Regions from separate parts of the Mus musculus genome. Here region 1 is linked to region 2. A link is a contact called in public Hi-C data. All regions are on one chromosome and are shown on one strand. The core of a region is the stretch at or near the end of the contact, and the rest is flanking DNA. Distances in the headings are between cores, read along the strand shown. Region 1 overlaps Gm31386 (a long non-coding RNA gene). Region 2 overlaps Papln (papilin, proteoglycan-like sulfated glycoprotein).

Region 1 (5,152 bases), core at 672-3,171, 130 kb before region 2:
TATTATACATTACATTATATATGCTGGCCCTAAATTGCATACGTTCTCTGATTTTGTTTCATTTTTAAATGAGCCCTATAGGTAGGATAGTTCTAAAATGTTTACTGATAATGAGCCTCCTGTTAGTGTTTATATACCGTGTAAGCTTCTCTCCTGAAATGTAGGCAGAGCCTAATAGCATATTGCTAACTAAAGGAATGTGGCAGAGGTGATGTGACATCACTTCTTTGATCAGAGTACAAAGGGCTGGCATTCTTTGTCTGGCCTTCTCTCTTTGCTTCTTGCTATCTCTGATGAAGTAAGCTGCCCTGTTATGTCTCCAAGGCCAGGCACTGATGAAGGCCTGCTGTCTGCTGCTCCTTAAGAACTAAGGCTTTAAGGTAAATTCTGTAAGAAACTTAATCCTGCCAAAGACCACATAAGAGAGCCACGAGGTAGATGACTACACTTTAGGAGAGACCCAGAGCCAGAGCCAGAGGACACAGCAAAGCTGCACCAGGATTTCAAACTCAGAGATACTATAAAATAATAAACGTAATAAATGTTTTAAGCTAGTAAGTTGTAGGGTGATTTGTTAGACAGCTAAAGATACCAGACACACATTTCATTTTGTAAACAAGAAACTGAAGCTTAGGGAGATTTAGCAACTTTCCTAATTAATCAACTGGAACTTTCCTACAGGTACAGTTAGTTTGTAAATGGCAGAACCAAAATTATTAATGACTATGGTGTGGGTGAGTGTTAGGCTCAAGAGGGCATAAGTTCAAGTGGTACATACCTTGCAGTCCCAATACTTAAGCAGCTAAGGGAGAAGTGTCATTAAACTGCCATTAAACTATGACAGTCTGGCCTACATAGTGAGAACAGGTCTCAAAACAAAGCAAGAAGGGTCCAAGTTTAAATTTACTCTCTTGTAAGGCTCCATGTGGCTGGGGTTTGAGAGTTCTCAAAGGCATTCTGCTTGAGCAATCTTTGGAAAATAGCCATGTTTCCAGGAAACTCTCTGCACGCATGTAAAACAGGGATGGACAAACCTTTAAATGGTGCTAAGTACTTTGCTTGGCCCACTCCCTGCTGTAGAAGAATAGCTGGTCCGCCCAGAGATTTGGTGATAGTAACTAGGGCCCCCTTTCAATAGCACAATGGCAGCATTATGAGCTGACACCTTACCCATTTTATAAATAAGCACACTATAAGCACATCATTTTTCTTGAGGATGAAAATGAGTATTTACTAGTAAGGCATGGTATGGCATTAAAAAAAAAATCACAGGGGCTGGAGAGATGGCTCAGTGGTTAAGAGCACTGACTGCTCTCCCAGAGGTCCTGAGTTCAATTCCCAGCAACCTCATGGTGGCTCACAACCATCTGTAATGGGATCGGATGCCCTCTTCTGGTGTGTGTCTGAAGAGAGTGACAGTGTACTCATATACATAAAATAAATACATCTTTAAAAAAAAATCCCAGGCATCTGGAACAGAAAAGCAAACAGCTCTGCCCATGAGAACGGCCCCTTCCACACTCTCCCCCACTTTGCCTTCTCATCCACAAACCAGTCTTGAACTTTGAAGCCACAGTGCTCAGTTCCAGCACGGGAAAAACGGCTTGGCACTTCCATCTATTAGAAGTTCTTCTGCTTGGGATGGTAAAATCATCTTTTGCCTTGTGTTCAGCCAGAGGTCACCTTTATGAAGACATGTCCTTGGCTTGGCTACATAAATCTGTCCTTCCTTTGTCAGCTCTGACCAGCTGCCAGAGCAGCAGTCTTTGAACTTGGGGAGGCTTCCCAAGAAGATACGGAACAAGAGCCTTATAGAATGCATCCCAGGCACTTTTTTCCTTTAACGAGTGAGTGGCAGACACTGCACTTTACCTATCAGTGCACTTAAGCAAGCCAGTGTAAAGTCCACAGGCAGCACTGGGAGGGGGCAGCCTCCGGAGGGGAGGGCTGGCTCAGCGCTCTCCTGGGCTCCCAGACCAGTTTTCTGTCTCTCATGGCGGCTTCTCTCTTGCTTTCTCTTCTTCTTTCCTCAGGTCTTTCTCCTCCCCAAGCCCCTCTTTTCTTCCTAACTCTTTCCACCTTGTTAACTACTTCTTATCAGTAATCTTGCCTCCAGTGGCTGGCGGGGCGGCAGGTAACTCTGGCCCTGGTCTGCTCCCACCGCAACTTACTTCTCTAGCCCATCTGGAACTGGAATTGTGTCTAGAAAAGGGGGATCGGAGGATTGAAGACTTCCACAGGCAAGACATAGAGCTTATCGAAGGTGGGATTTGGCTCTTTAGACCAAAAAGCAAGCAAACAAACAAGCAAATAAATAAAATAAAAACCAAAAGCAAAAAAAAAAAAAAAAAAATGCCCAAAACAACAACAAAAAAAAAACCCAACCAAACAAACAATCAAAAACAACAACAACAAAACAAAACCCAAAACTAAACAAAAGAAAAAGAAAAAGAAATGAACGGAGACTTGAGTGTTGAATGTTGCTCTGTAAGAAGAAGGTAGAGAGGAAATGCCTTAGAGCCCATGAAGGCCTGGGCTTCTACTGTACCCCTCAGATATCAGGGTACCACAGTGAGTCCCCCATTTTGCACTCAGTTGGTAGAGTCACATTTGAGTCACATTAGAGTCACATTTGCCGCTAGCATACCTGCCATCATGGTCTGAATCAAGAGGTTCTGAACAGATAGCATCTACAGCAACCTCCACAGGCAGCCATACCAAACACAGAGCTGCAGACAAGCAGGCTCCAGGGCTCTTGATTTCTAAGAGGCCCTGTGGGGGGCTGGGAGTGCTGGAGAAGTACACAGAGCAGGGAGGCGAAGCAAGGGGCAATGGTAGCAGGCTAACCCCATGTGGATAAAACCAAAGACTTCGAGCAGTTTTGTTAACCCAACACCCTTGGTTAGTTCTAAGTGTGCATCTTAAAGCCTTCCTTCTTTCAACTTTTCTTCTTCCTGCTGGTTGTACACATTTATTTTAATTTTCCTCTTATTTTACAAAGGGGAACCTTGGGAAGTAGATGGGTAGGAGCGACCCAGGACAAAAGCTTGTTTTTAGTGGTTGAGATAATGAGTGGCTGACCTTTGTGGCAATTATTCACCAACTTTTGTGATAGCAGTCTGAGTTCCTAAACTTAGTGGTCGAGTCCCCTTCTCGAGACTGCCCTAATTCTATGTTCTGTATGGCACCTCATCACTGTGGCTGTGCAAGGGCCATTATTATCCAGAGCACCATAATAATGGCCATGCCCTCCTATGACGCTATTGTTTCCGATCTGCTAGGACATTAATTGCCTTCTGACTTGCTCTAAAATTGGTACTACAGCACAGCATCAAGGCTAGGGAAGGAGGCTGCTGGCGAGGCATTGAAAGGCTGTGTAAAAGGATGCTGGGATGTTGCAGCCTCTCCAGGCCCCTTCCTATTTGCTTATTTACTTCCCATGTTATAAGATGCTAGCTCAGGTCTTCTGTCCTGACTTCCATCTTATCTTGGTCAGTGCGTGATCTTTTCCTTCAGTGAAATGATTCAGCCATCTCTGGAGTTATTTTGGCTTTCACACTTTCCTTTTATGGATTTTCTGTGAGTCACTGAATTGAATGGGAGGGTATTTCTAAATTGGAAGGTGAGGATGAGAGAAAAGGGAAGAAGGTTCCAGAAGATAACTAGGGGGAAAAAAACCACCCCACTTCATTGTTATGTATAGTTACTGGAGGAATAATTTCCACTTAGTTTGATGATAGAAATATGCAGTTTATTTCAGCTCAACTAAAAATATAGACAGCTCTCCCTCCCCACAACCCCTACCTCATAATAATAAGCTACATAGTTTTAGATTCTGGAGCTTGCTCTGTAAAGGGCAGAAGGTTAATAAACAGAAGAGATATGGCAGGAGTTACAGCAAAAAGGCAAAGTACAAAATTTCCAAAGTCCACTCCGGGATCCACCGGAAGGCCTTTATTCCAAGACCTTGTGTTTGAGAGCATAGACCTCCTTAAAAATCTATTACCACAGCTTTGCCTATTCCCCGTGGGGTTGTGGAGAAGGTATATTTAAATTTGACTTAGAAACTGCAAGAGTAATCAGGCCACATTTTCTTATTTAGGAGCAGGAAAAGCGCTGGGGATGAAAAAGCAGAGAAAGCTAATGATGAATGCATTTCTAGGAGCAGAGAGTTTTTATAGCAACACCAGATCTCTCAAAAATGCCTACTGGGACTTGTACCCAAATGAACGAGAAATGCGATCATTTATTCTTGTGTATTGTACCAAGTGATGGGGGAAAAACCCTGCGATTCATTCAATGGTTCTATTTTAGGCTGCTTAGGATAGGAGAGGTAGAAAAAGAGCAAACGTGGGGGGGGGGGCAGAAGGAGGAGGGAAGAGGGATGGAGAGAGAGAGAAAGAGAAGAGAAGAGAAGAGAAGAGAAGAGAAGAGAGACTGAGACTAATTGGTATCTGCCAGATAGCTAGTAATACTATTTAAGAGCTCCAAAACTTAAAAGCCAAGTTGTGCTTGGAAGTGGTAGTGGTGGGGGCACGGTGAAATTCTTATTTCCAAATCACTATAAGGATAAATTGCTGCCCGTGTTTTTAAAACTTGATGATGGTTGTTTGGTTACTTGGCAGACCCTGGAAAGTGGGTCTGGAAGCTGGAAAACTCTAGAATACGACAGGTACAATTATAAATATAATTTCTTGGCGATATTTATAAATGCAATGGGAGCCCGACTGCTGCTTAATAAACAGCCGCGCTCTGCCCGAACCTAAAGCATGGAAAACTACCGGAAAGAACTTCAAGGAAACTTGAAGAAAACACGAGGGAAATTTTGATCTATGAGATACCTTTCGGCTGAGGAATTGGACTGTTCTTAAACACAACCCCTGAAGTCGATGTTTTCCAAGCGCTCCCTCCTTAAGCTGGCAGAGATTTTTCCCCTTGTTGGAAGAGAACTAGAAAAGGAAGAGTAGATTGCGCCAACCCCACAACAAAGAGTTAACCCTTCCCGGTAACCTCGGACGTGAGCGTCTGCCCCGTCTTTGCTTTCTACTGCGCAACCAAACTGTGCACAGGGCTTGAACCAACCGTGGCCAGCACACTCCTTGCCAGTTAAGGTAACAGACACTATCAGTAGCCTATCATAACTTCGAACTGC
Region 2 (4,814 bases), core at 2,121-4,620:
GTGACGTCCACAGAAGTGAGGCAAGCCTCCCTGGGGAGGACTGCCCTGCAGCTAGGCTAGAGAAGCCAAGGAAACCTGGCCTTCTGGCCCCTCTGACCCTAACAAATCTCTGGCAGCAGAGAGGCAGAAGATCTGAAGAGGAATCTGTATTCAAAGCACATTTACTGGAATATAAAACATAACAGGAAGCAAAACAATCTCCCTTTATTTTTCAGGCCAGTCACCCGTTCCTCCCAGTCCTGGGCTGTCTTAGCAATCGCTCGATGGGGACAGTGTGGCTGGGTGAAGCCAGGCAGGCTATGCTGCTGGGTTCACGGGAGGGCACAGCAGCAGCTGCCCAGTAGAGCTGTAGTCTGGGGATAAAGCTGAGCTTCCATTTTGAGTTACAGAATAAATATTATAAATATATATATATATATCAAAAAGCCAAAATCTTTATTTTTATGCACCTAGAATATTTTAAATAGTTCTCAATATTAAAAAGTATGAGTTGTAAGTAATCTTGCCAAAAGTGAGCGGGTTAGATGTAAGAAATTGTACATAAGATTGATTTATCATTGATGCCTATTGAAGTAAAAAAGAGGAAGGGTTGGAAGTTGTAGGCAGGAGCCCTGGCTTGTTTGTGACCATTCATGTTAACTAGCACACTGCGAAATGGTCATACCGATGACCCGTGCAGTCACTAGGTAGTAGTTTTAATAAGATGAGCAAGCAGTGTTGTCCTGGTTTTAAACCTATGGTGAAATTCTAATGTCATCATTTGAATGGAATCAAATCTATGCTCTAGAGAATGTATGTTGAATCTTTTACATATCATTGCAATTTCCTTATGTTAATCCTTTAGCATTACGGTGACAATGACATAATCATATCCAGAAAAGGGAACGCAGGCTATTGTGTCGGTTTGTAATGTGGGTCTTAATGGGCTCTGTCCTTGAAGTTTTGTTCCCATAAGTTTTACAGGGATGAGATTCTGGCTTCTGTGCTGTGTGTGTCTGTGTCCCCTTCTGCCCCAACCATGAACAGAGCATCCCATGCCAGTTGCAGCTACTTGACCATGGGTAACAACATGAGACCCCATCTCATTTTTACTTTTGAACGTTGGCCTTACAATCAAATGTAAGTTATATATACATATATATATACACATATATATATATTTGTACTGATGAGAATTTATAATCTGCTTTAACAAAAATAAATGTTCGTGGTAGAGCTTTTGCCCATGAAGGGCTGTTCTTATTTGCAAATGGGTTTATAGTTCTGTTTTTAATCTCTCTTTTTACAGCTCATTTCTAACTTGTAACTATAAAATCTTTTGGGGGGATTAGTATATCCTTAAATTTCAGGGTATGACTGGGATCTGCAGCAATAGTATGGTCTACACCAAGAAGCCAGAGACTGTTAGCCCCAGCCCAGGGGTAGAGTGGAGCTGTGGGAGTAGAGACAGGGTCTCACTATGTAGCCCTGGCTGGTCTTGAGCTCAGAGATCCACCTACCTCTATCTCTCAAATGCTGGGCTTTAAGGTGTGTGTGTCCCACCATGCCTGACAGCACTGCTTCTCAGTCTTAGCTATAGATTGGAATTACCCAAGGTGTAGCTCAGTGGAACATGTTCTAAGCATGCATGCGATCCCCCAGTGCACACACAGGCATGTTCACACATCACCTATAATACCCAGTCTACTCACACGGCCAATTAAGTCAGACTATCAGTAGAAGAAGGGAGGTTCCCAAGCTGTGCTTTAGGCTGGGGAGTTACTTGTGTGCTCTGTGTAGCATGAGGTTCAGCACCCTGACCTGGAGCATTTCATCCCTCACCCCCCCCCCCATTCAGCCCCTACTCCCACCTGCAACAAAAATGCCTGGAACCTAGATATTCCTGAGACACCACTCACACAGGGAGCTTTGTGTTCCAGCAAGTGTCAGAACTTTGCTCCCATAGTAACCTGTGTTACTAGACAGTCTTCCAGAGGAGTCAGAGAAAAAGTGGGACGAGCCCTGGAAGCTCATTAAATCCAGGCCTCTTCCTAGAGCATTAAGAAATCGGAGATTGTAAAAGATGAATGCCTTCCTGCAGCTCAGACTACTAAAATCACTGCCCTGGGTGTCACGTCACATCCGCTGATGCTGGGTTCTATGGGTTGTTTACTCTGAGGCAGGATCTCACTGTGGCCCAGACTGCCTCACACTGTAGCTCTCCTGCTTCAGCCTCTCGAGCCCTGGGATTGTAGGCTTGCAGCACCATTGCAGCACCATTCGCAGCTGCTGTTCTACGGACTTTACAGCTGTGCTTCCGTGCGTGCAGTCAGGGCGGCTGGCCTGAGTCAGTTCTGCCACCCACCAGGGAGGTTCCAGAGAGCACATTCCAGCCATCAGGCTTGCCAGTGAGTGCCTTAACCACTGAGCCATCTCACCAGCTCCCAGCCACTGTTTGCAGCATAGTCTGAGTTTCTCTAGCAACAGATAAGCTCCACAGATTCCTACTTAAGGAAGCATGACTCTTCACTACTCAGAGCAGGCCAGTGAGCTGTGTAAGGAGTGGACCTTTTCAGGCTGTCTGGCTTTTCCATCCCACACCCCTGCATCGCAGCCTATGGCCTCCACCTTGCTGAGTGCTTTTCCCTGGCATTACACTGTGAGCTTCACACACTGATGGTGGTGAAGGCAGCTGTGCCACTGCCACTGCCCAGGAAGATGGACAGCCTGAATGACTGCTCACCTCTCCCCACACACAGACCTGGATTCTAGCAGGAATCCTTGTCTGACTGAGCAGTTACCGTCCCCCTGCCATCACAGACACCCCACCCAGCTGGCTCTGCAGTGCGCTAAGTGGATTCTCTGTACAAATTGAGCACCTCTCACCCAAAATCAAACGTGCTTCGAAACCCGGACAGTTTTGAAAGCTGACATGGCGATTGGGTCTTTGAAGCTTCGGAGCATTTCAGAACTTTAGGTTAGGGACGTTCAATTAGTAAAGTCTACAAATACTTAATAGCTTAAAACACTTTGGTCCAAAGCATTTCAGATAAAAGGTCCTCGGTGCAGTAGATACTATAGAGGGGAGGTGTAAAGGGTTCCTCTTCTTCACAGCAGCCTGTGGTCATATCAGACAGACCCTGCTGAGCACTACAAGGGAAGCCGGCACTGGCAGCTGCTGGGGCTCAACCCTGGATTTCTGAGAGGGGCAGGATCTGAAAGACGACTCCCTCTGCAAGCCATGTCTTACCATCCCTTCTCCCCAGCAAACTATCCAGACCTGGCGCCACAGCCAGCCTTCATCCCTGCTGCCACACAGGCTGGGCATTTGGCTGGAAGCGGGAGCAGCTGGCACAGCAGAAGCTGGAGTAATATTCATTGCCACAGAGCTGGGCCTGCAGGATCAACGCACAGTTGGCCAGCTCCGGCTGGTCGATGCAGTCCTTGCCTAGGTCCCTGGACTGTGCGGCTGGCGCTGCAGGACAAGGAGAGAAAGGGCTGAGGCAGCTCTCGCTGCAGCCTCTCACAGGCCCTCCTGTGACCCTTATCTGCGGCCTATGCCCAGTGCACAGCCTTTTCCAGGCTTTCCTATTTCTGGCTAGACCATCGACGGCTCCACATTTAACTTCCTGCCCTACTGTCTGGAACTGCAAAGCCAATGACAGCTATATGGGCCCAGATTGGCAGGAAAGATCAGTAGGGTCAGTCCTAGGGAAACCGGAAGTCAGTAAGCCATTGCCATCTTCCTATTGCTACTGGGTTCCACCAACCTCCCAGCTTGCATCTGTCTCCTATATCCCCATCTTTCCTGGTTTCCACCCGAGAACGTGATGAATCTTCAAAGTTCTAAGACTACACGGAGGCCCAAGCCCGCGTGCCACCCTCAATATCCTACGAGTGTCTGGTGATTGTTAAGAATTTGATTCCACTCTCTCATCCTACAATTACCCCCCTTCTCTCTGCAGGCTCTTGCAGCACTGTCCCTACCACCAGGCACACAGCAAAAACCTGAGTGCTGTCTGCTGCCCTGGCCCCACAGCCGTGTCCTCCCCTCAGAAAATGAGGCAGACAGAATGGTTAGCAGACAGCCTTTGTCCCCACAATATATCCTATTCACTTAACCCTTGGGCAGAACAAGCCAGGGTGAGAAAAGCCTAAGCCAACTAACTCCAGTGCTCCCAGTCATGAGACACTCACTATGTGACTCCAAACCAACGAGTTAGAACAGATCTGCAGCCTGGTCAGTGAAAGGAATACAGACAGGCTGGGGGGGGACAGCCGGGCTTCTGGAGAGATGCCTCCAGAATATGGAACATATTCTTAGCCACATGCAGCAGAGAGCAAAAGAGGCCTGTGGCCGTGGGTGGTGTCTGGGAGATCAGCTTGGCAGCCACACATCACCAAAAGCCTAAAAGCCTACTAGCCACCATTGTCAAACAAGCTTCCCTCACTGTAGACACATCTACGGCTGATCACAAATGTAAACATCCAGGTCCCCTTGAGGAGTTTGGTAGTGTGGTAGGTTTTGTCTTAAGTCAGGATAATGTTCTAGAATTCATAGGCATGTGTCACCATGTATCACCATGCTCAGATCCTCAGTCTCCTAAGGTCTCTTCTCTTCACCACAGTAAATCTGCATTCTGGGTTTTCCTGGTCTTATTAGTTTGATCAGTGTATAGATGAGTAGGATTTTCTAGAAACATCAAAGGTAGAAGTCCTGCCATATGGGACTTTGACCAGAGTGTGGTCACACAGGCACACACAGTCACAGCCGTGTGAGTCTCCATATTGCAGAGCACTTGTCTGGGCCCTAGGGTCCCAGGGAGCTCACAGAG

What was found. A called contact is a pair of places that touch in the nucleus more often than the background predicts.
Region 1: a contact with region 2 is called in a Hi-C map of liver, with 7 times the contacts expected there. The contact joins two enhancer-like sites. A contact is called at or near these places in 10 of 39 promoter capture datasets (the 3T3-L1 cell line, the C10 cell line, HPC-7-derived erythroid cells and 4 more), 1 of 15 datasets of contacts at CTCF or cohesin (large pre-B cells), 19 of 484 Hi-C or Micro-C datasets (the C2C12 cell line, the G1E-ER4 cell line, the HL-1 cell line and 10 more), 17 of 115 datasets of contacts at active chromatin or transcription factors (the 230-238 cell line, the NIH/3T3 cell line, the SCID.adh cell line and 8 more) and 3 of 9 other capture datasets (adipose tissue, embryonic stem cells and liver).

Annotation. Positions count from the first base shown.
Region 1 is chr12:83,922,095-83,927,246 of GRCm38.p6, reverse strand. It overlaps Gm31386 (a long non-coding RNA gene), which reads right to left. Exons shown (of 3, transcript XR_381772.3): 1 at 4,842-5,152. Among named protein-coding and RNA genes, the nearest start is that of Gm31386, 2.8 kb to the right of the region's middle. Within about 2 kb of position 1,921, at least 16 of the 459 cell types and tissues checked have an H3K27ac peak or open chromatin away from gene starts, as enhancers often do. A contact at or near this core is called in hepatocytes and liver, where this site is marked.
Region 2 is chr12:83,790,472-83,795,285 of GRCm38.p6, reverse strand. It overlaps Papln (papilin, proteoglycan-like sulfated glycoprotein), which reads right to left. Exons shown (of 27, transcript NM_130887.3): 27 at 2,902-3,454. The coding sequence ends at 3,279. Numb (NUMB endocytic adaptor protein) reads left to right here. Exons shown (of 10, transcript NM_001136075.2): 10 at 1-1,252. Among named protein-coding and RNA genes, the nearest start is that of Papln, 29 kb to the right of the region's middle. Within about 2 kb of position 3,370, at least 31 of the 459 cell types and tissues checked have an H3K27ac peak or open chromatin away from gene starts, as enhancers often do. A contact at or near this core is called in hepatocytes and liver, where this site is marked.